Regions from separate parts of the Mus musculus genome. Here regions 2 and 3 are each linked to region 1. Evidence: chromatin contacts called from public promoter capture Hi-C data. All regions are on one chromosome and are shown on one strand. The core of a region is the stretch at or near the end of the contact, and the rest is flanking DNA. Distances in the headings are between cores, read along the strand shown. Region 1 holds the start of Vcpip1 (valosin containing protein (p97)/p47 complex interacting protein 1). Region 2 holds the start of Mcmdc2 (minichromosome maintenance domain containing 2). Region 3 holds the start of Vxn (vexin).

Region 1 (2,513 bases), core at 8-2,507:
AATACAGATTGGCTTGTTCAAATGACCATCTCTCCCAGTGCATTTCTCTGCAGGTATGAGGCCAGGTAGAAAGGTGGCTGAATAATCACCAGAGCTTCTCATGCCGCTGAGGGAATCTAAAAGAATTATGGGACGATGTAACACATTGGCAAGGCCGAATATGTGGATATTCCTCAGGCCTAAGGGGACACCTTCAGGTGGCACAAACAGAGGGTCACATTCATTGATAATGTCCTCCCACTCGGCAGCATCAATAAAGTCATGAAACAGGGCTTGATATCGGGCTAGGTGCTGCTGAAAGTGCTGCTTAAGATTCTCCCTCAGAGCATGCCAGAAGAGCTCTCGGCCTACTAGAGCCCTAGACACAGCATGCACTAGGCAGTGTCCATCCCCATCCACATGCACTGGGATGAGGCATTCTTGACTTTTATTAGCCCGTTTGATATCCTCGAGCGTGTCGTGCAAATACAGGAGGCTTCCGGAGCGGTCCTTGCCATAGCCCACTGTGTTGACGTGCTCTGGTTCGATGAGGAAGGCCCGGTCACCAAGTAACGCGCAATCGAACAGTTCGCCTTGGTTCATGTCCCGGAGAAGCTTGGCCCGGCCCGTTTGTTTGTCCATTCCATAGCGTGCCAATATTGGCGACAATAATTTGCAGTGGTAGTTGGAGAGGCCCATCACCTTTACCAGTTCCGTGTTCTTCTTGGGAGCCCCCGTCACTCCGAGTAGCGCGTTCCGCAGCAGATTGTGCAGCACTACGTCCGGGTCGGTCACCTCCTCCACTCCCAGCAGCTGTTGCTGCTCGTGCCGCTGTCCGCACTCGGTACACTCGATGCTGACAGAACCCGAGGCCGGGAAGAAGAGGCGCGCCTGGCACTTGGGATCCGGGCAACTCCCGGAAAGGATTCTTCGGTCCCTTCGTTTCGAAAGGCCCCCCGGAGAAGCCGCCGCCGCCAGAGACGACGAAGTCTGCGGAGCCTCAGGGGGAGGCGGCGGCGGCGGCAGCGGAGGAGGCGGCGGCGGCTGAGACATCGCTCTCGGCTCTCGCTCGGCGTCCCAAGCGACCCTCAAAGGCACATAGCCAGACCTCCGCCGGCCCGACGAGGTCTAGTCCAGGCCCAGGGCGAATGGCTTTCCTTTTCCTACCAGTTCCTCCTCCTCCTAGGCGAAGGCGGAAGCGCCGGACGTTGTTTCTCTTCTCACTTCTCCACTGCCTTAGCCGTTGCCCCGAACGTAACGGCCACCACCCCACCCCGCACTCACACTCACTCACTCTCGCTCTCTCCCTCAGACACAGACATACACGCCCTCACTGAGACTGCGCAGGCGTAGCTTCTGCTCTGCCCTCTGGGAACCAGAGTCTTCCGGCTCCTCTCTCGCGAAGGAGTGCTAGGCGCTTCCGTCCAGAAAGAACTTCAAATACCGTGATGCAAAGCGACTCGACGCACGCGGGGAGGAGGAAGAGGAAGGCACTCGGAAGGTGGGGGCAGAAAGGAAGTCGATGATTCGCGGAGCTTGTCGGTAGTTGTATTTTTAACTGGATCTCTTTTGTAGTTTGTCCCCCATTCTATGGCCCACGAGAAAGAGTCAGAGAAATCACATTCCTAGGCTGCTGTGGGTAGTGTCCCCCTGCACTTTCCCCTTGCGCAGAAAGGAGTGTGCTTGGGGAAAACAAAAGTGCAAAGGATTGGTGTGGAAGAGGGTCTAAAGTCCACCACCACTGCTAGGAAGTCCGGGTTAAAGGTCCTAAGAACATGGAAGGAGTTTTCTATGAGGCTACTTTTTTTTTTAAGTATATTAATTTTTCAAATACGATGTCATTTTTTTAAAATTACCACTTAGCTAGCAAGTGCCGTAACTGAGCTTCTATCTTATTCGTAGTTATAAGCTGGTAGGTTAATGATGAAAGGTCACAGTTTGAGAATTACTGATCGCCAACTTGTAAGAACACTTTTAAAGAAAACATCCTGTTATTATATTTGTCTTTTTGTATGTCTGTCTGTCTGTCTGTTTATTTGTTTATTTGTTTGTTTGTTTGTGTAGAATTCACTAAATAGACGAGGGTGGCCTCAAATCCACAGAGATCCACCTGCCTCTATCTCCTGAGTGATGGGACTAAAGATGTTTGCCACCAACCTGTCTTCTTTTTTAAGTGTTAAGGAAATTGCTTGTCATCAAATGTTTAAAAAATAAGTTTAAAAGAAAGTTAACGTTGTCTGTTAGCAGTTAGAGATCACAATTATTAAGGTTTTTCTATGCATATATAGTATACAGTTTTACTTTTTTAGCCCAGGCAGACCTCAAACTCCCTATAGTAGAGAATTGACCTTGAACTTTCTGTCTTCTGCCTCCACCTCCCAAATGCCAGGGTCAGAGGTACATACCACTACACCTAGGTTATGCAGTGTTAAGGGCTGAACTTGGAGCTTCATGCATGATAGGCAGGCATTCTACTAACTGAGATATAATCCCAGCCTGCATAATATATAGGAGATTTTCACTTCACTCTATTT
Region 2 (2,513 bases), core at 7-2,506, 160 kb after region 1:
TTTTGTTGTTTGGTAAAGCTTCTATGATCTTTAATTCTTATACTATAGAATTCATCCATTTTAAAATGCCTGATATAGTGAAATGTACCTATAAGTACCTAAATATACTTGAAAGCTGAGGCAAAATTGTGAATTGAAGACTTGCCTATGCTATGAACTGAGTTCACAGCCAGCCTGGACTACAAGGTATATGTAAGGCTATCCTGGGTTATAGTAGAAAGACCCTGTCTCAAAATCAACAAATGACAGACTTTCTTCAGAATTTATTCAACTTTAGGATATCTCCATTACCTCACAAACAACCGATAGGGCCTGGAGGTTCAGTGTCAGTTCCCAGCACCAAGAAAAGAATCCATGGAATGGAATACTACAAATGAAGACCATTCTAACATCCTACAACATGGATGAGCCTTAAGGACATTTTATGAAGTAGAATAAAAGGCACAAGACAATAAATGCTGTATTTGTTCCATTTATGAGTTCTGGAGTAGCTAATTTTAAAGACAGAATGGTTATTGCCAGGAACTTAGGGAATCACTAAATGGTACAAAGTTAGGGGAAGATAATTATGTACTGGAAACAGTGTTACAGTTCTATGACATTCAGCTTCCACTCAAGAATGGCTAAAATGGTACATTTTGTTATGTGTATTTTACTACATTTTAGGGGGGAAGTCCCCTACTCATTATCAATCACTTTTCACTGCTTTACCAAGCCCTAGGTAATCATAAATTTGTATTCATGTTTGCCTATCCTATTTCATACATGAATGGCAACATACAACATATGACTTTGTGCCTTTCCTCTTGCACAGTGCACTCAAAAGCCATAGTATTGTGCTATCCCTTAATTCTCTTTTTAATTCAAGGGAATATAGTGTTGTTTTGTGTTGCTATACCACAGCTGTTTGACGCTAGTTGGAAGTCAAGACATTCACTTCGGGGCAATTTTGAGTAATAGTATGAATTTACATATACAAGATTTTCTGTGGATGCATATTTTCAATTCTCTTGGAATTAGCCGTTTGAGAGGCTACCACAGTTTCCGAAGTTTACGACGCTATTTCGCATTTCCACCAGCAGAAATTGAAATTTTTTTCATACAGATATTGTCTTGGATTAGATAACAGCAAAAGCAAAAGAATCTCCATCTCTTTGCCTTGCGGGAGCAAACAGCACTATATAGGTGAGACTGGTTGCCCTGGTGACAGAAGGGCTGCGGTCCCGGCAGACCCCGCGCGCGCCCGACAGTTGGGAGAGTGCGCGTGCGCAGGAGGCCCTCTGTAGCCCACGCGGGTCCTGCAGTGCAGGTGAGTCTTATTCCAGAGGTGGCAACATAGCCAGGTCGAAGGCACTGGAGTCTCCTGAGGAGCTGCAGGGCCGGCGAGCCAAGCGGGTTCTCTCTAGTGGCTGAGTCCTGAGGTGTTTGGGCCTTGGTCTCCGCATCTCCTCAGGGTTCCCTCAGCGCTGACAGAAGGGAAAACTTGGATTATTCCGGTGGCCTGTTCTGTGTCCTTTTCTCCTCATAATCCCCTACTTGCAAATGCGTTCATCCCCAAGACTGTCTGTCTGTCAGTCCGTATGTCCGTCCTGGAACTTGCTCTGTAGACCAGGCTGACCTCAAACCCAGAGATGCTCCTGCCTCTCTGCCTGCTGAGTGGCGCGTGCCACTTCTGCCCAGCATGACAATTTTGGGCAGACAGTTGGGCTCTATGCCCATCTTTTGAAGGCCCTGAACTCCAGACTCAACTTCTTGTGTCCTTTCCTGCCTAGCTGACTTTCAAGAGTCTGCGGCACACGCACCTGATAAATGAAAATTCACTTGTTTGGCGGTGCTGTGATGAAGCCCAGCCTTGGACATAACAAACCTTGATTTCTAGACAGGGCTTTGTTATGCAACTCAGACTACCCTAGAGCTCATTATGTAGCCCACGGCTACAAAGACTACCGTTTTGTTTTGTTTTGTTTTGCTTTTCGAGACTTGGTTTCTTTGCAGAGCCCTTCCCATCATGGAGCTCACAGCGATATCCCTGCCTCTGCCTCCTGAGTGCTGGGATCAAGGCTGTGTGCTACCACCTATCTGCTAGAGACTAACTTTGAACTCAGTCTGCCCAACCTACTGAATGTCTGCAACCATGACCTGGCCTCGACTGAATTTTTTCCTCTCTGTGTGGTACAGGTTGGTCATGAAGCCCAGAATTAGAGTCTTTAAAATTCTAGAATTATCTCCTCCATTCCGTTTTGTTTCAAATACCCTGGGCTGGTCCATCCATCTCTTAGAAATACAACACTAGTTGAAAACTGATAATTGGCTGTTTAGTTTCAAAGCATTCTTCACACAGGCAACATGAAGGAGCTAATTTCCAAAATATATTTTTTTTAAAAAAAAAGGACGATTCTGTTTTCAAAAACTTTGTAAACTTCTCTTTCCTTATATAATTATTTTGCACTTCAAAAACTTATTCTAAATTTACACAACCATTTCACTCAATGTCATCCAACTTCAGAAACCTG
Region 3 (2,513 bases), core at 6-2,505, 150 kb before region 1:
TCAGTAGACACAACTCCATGTCTAAAATATGATGAACTAGGTTCACCCAAGGTTAAAGAATGGCAAGTCAAGACTAAAGAATTGAACACAAAGAGACTGGAGAGATGTTTCAGTGGTTAAGAACACCAACTGCTCTTCTAGAAGACCATGAATTGATTCCCAGCACCCACATAGCAGGTCACAATCACCTGTAACTCCAGTTCAGGGGATCTGTTGTCCTATGCTGGCAAAACATACACATTAAATAAAATTTTAGAAATTAATAGAACATGGTTGTAAATACTCGTAATCCCTACTTTGGGAAGGCTATGAGTTTGGGGCCAGCCTGGGCTATAGCATCATACACACACACACACACACACACACACACACACACACACAGAGAGAGAGAGAGAGAGTTTGAGGAGCTAGTTTATTAACTTTTCAGTCAATCTAGAGATTAAATCCAATTTTGGTGCAAATTAGCTATTTTAATCATTAAAGAAGCTAAAGTCTTCATACTTCAGTTTCTTGAGAATACCACGGTAAAATAATAATTAGCTAGAGCCATTGGTTAGTTATAGATACTCAATGATATCATATAGCTAGCTCCATGACTTGTAACTAATATTTAATAGGGCAGCTGTCACTGTTAATTTCATTACACTCCATCAGTCTTATGGTGTGAAACTGTGTAGCATAATAAAAAGTAGTGGGATTGGATAAAATGCATATGCTTATATATGTTTATGAAATGTATAGCTACCATGACATTTATTTGTGTATATATTAGGAAAGATTATATGAGGAAAATATAGCATACCCATAGACTATATAACATAAAAAGATAAGGCAATAAATACATTCCAATATAGAAGATAATAAAATATAACTATCCTATAAACGGGTCCCTTGGTGTGTGCACTGCCTGTTGCGTGACTATGCATACCTGTAGGGTTGTACAAAGAAACACTAAACTCTCACCTCCTGAAATGTAAGCCTTGTTGTCAAAGTGGATTGAGAAAAATATGTGGTGAAAAAACAGTCCTTTTATTTAAAATAGAAACTTTGAAGGGAGCGGAGTTAACATATGACAAATGAAGATCCTGTTCCCCTGGAGGAGGAGAAAAAGCCCTTCCTTTCTGGAATGAGACCCGGGCACACTGATAGCAAAACTGACGTTTCGTCTATTCCTCTTCTGTGAAATCCTCCAGCCAAGCTGTGCGCTAACTGAGTAGGCGAATTCACTTCGTCACTTCACAAAAGACTTCCAAATTCACTGCGGCAGACACTGGAAAATAAAATTGTTAAGTACATCCTAGCTGAGAGGGAGAGACGGAAGGCTCCGTGTTCAATCAAAGGTTTGCAATAATAGGAGTCATTTAAGAAAGAAAGAAAGAAAGAAAAAAAAAAAGACAGATGGGATTAGGAAATGTTGCTGCGGTGAGACTGTCATGAGAGGCACAGGCAGCCTGCCTTTTGTGGACCTGCACAATGATCACAGAGCCAGACTGGCTTAGGAGACCCTGGGACTAGGGCTCCAGAGAGAGGCCACGGGCTCCCGGACACCCTGCAGGGCAGGGGGCTGAGACCATGCATCAGATCTACAGCTGCAGTGATGAGAATATTGAAGTTTTCACCACGGTGATTCCTTCCAAGGGTGAGTAATAATCCTAACAACCGCTCTTGGCGTCCCCTATTGTGGCATCTTATGCGGGAGGTGACCCGGTGCTGTCGGACTAAGGTACACTAGTACTTGGTACCCTCGGGTCCCGAGGTCTGCTGGCTTCTTCGTGTCGATGTCATTTGATGTCCCCCTTTTCTGAAGAGGGGCACAAGGATAAACATCAATCATAGGGAAACAATCTATTCAGGCGGGGACGAGGACAGCATAGCCTTCCTGCTTCACTTAATTCGAAACGGACAACCCAGCAGGCTCAAAGGCTGGGACAATAAGTGATTGTTAAAGAGACAACGATGGAAACAAAATTTCCAGGGCAGCCTAATAAGCTTTCTTATTGTCTCCGGTAAAGGAAAAAAAAAGGGCAGGTTCTGAAGAGAGAATCAGCCGTTCCAAAGCCAACTCCATCTGACTTGGGAGGGAAAAGACTCCAGAAAGGCAATCAAACACCCAGAAAGGCAATGAAGCTGACCCCAGGCTGACTTATCCATAGGACCACAAAGGGAACTACCAAAAGGGAATCTTGACGTTATAACCTCTGGGTCCTGGCCATTGGTGCGGATCCCTGGGAAGGGCTTGTGAGTCCAAATTTGAGGAAGGGCCGATGATCCAGTCAGCTTTACCTTGCCATTGTTCTGACCCTGTAGCCCCTTGTCCTGCTGTGGCACAGGCTTACGCCTGGCTTGACTGTGATATTTGGCTAAAATGGTTTGAATGTTTGCTAGTGCTGGGAGCACACATTCAAACTATTCTTTTCTTCCTCTGTCCAATACTGAGGGGGGTTACCAGGGGTGGAGACTCAGCCTGGGCACAGGCAAACAGCTAAACATAAATTGAGCTCTCAACATCTACT

Evidence for each region. Promoter capture Hi-C pulls out the DNA fragments that hold promoters and counts their contacts. Capture Hi-C pulls out chosen DNA fragments and counts their contacts.
Region 2: a contact with region 1 is called in a promoter capture Hi-C map of hematopoietic stem and progenitor cells. The contact joins the promoter of Mcmdc2 here to the promoter of Vcpip1 in region 1. A contact is called at or near these places in 11 of 39 promoter capture datasets (the C10 cell line, cranial neural crest, embryonic stem cells and 7 more), 1 of 484 Hi-C or Micro-C datasets (bone marrow-derived macrophages), 4 of 115 datasets of contacts at active chromatin or transcription factors (bone marrow-derived macrophages, embryonic stem cells, microglia and 1 more) and 3 of 9 other capture datasets (adipose tissue, liver and pancreatic islet).
Region 3: a contact with region 1 is called in a promoter capture Hi-C map of adipose tissue. The contact joins the promoter of Vxn here to the promoter of Vcpip1 in region 1. A contact is called at or near these places in 1 of 39 promoter capture datasets (the C10 cell line), 1 of 115 datasets of contacts at active chromatin or transcription factors (the 230-238 cell line) and 2 of 9 other capture datasets (adipose tissue and liver).

Annotation. Positions count from the first base shown.
Region 1 is chr1:9,747,125-9,749,637 of GRCm38.p6, forward strand. It overlaps Vcpip1 (valosin containing protein (p97)/p47 complex interacting protein 1), which reads right to left and starts at 1,258. Exons shown (of 3, transcript NM_173443.3): 1 at 1-1,258. The coding sequence starts at 1,032. 1700034P13Rik (RIKEN cDNA 1700034P13 gene) reads left to right here and starts at 524. Exons shown (of 4, transcript NR_040462.1): 1 at 524-1,480.
Region 2 is chr1:9,907,382-9,909,894 of GRCm38.p6, forward strand. It overlaps Mcmdc2 (minichromosome maintenance domain containing 2), which reads left to right and starts at 1,257. Exons shown (of 15, transcript NM_177722.3): 1 at 1,257-1,309.
Region 3 is chr1:9,600,012-9,602,524 of GRCm38.p6, forward strand. It overlaps Vxn (vexin), which reads left to right and starts at 1,256. Exons shown (of 6, transcript NM_178399.4): 1 at 1,256-1,639. The coding sequence starts at 1,573. The region is part of intron 3 of 2610203C22Rik (RIKEN cDNA 2610203C22 gene); the gene reads right to left.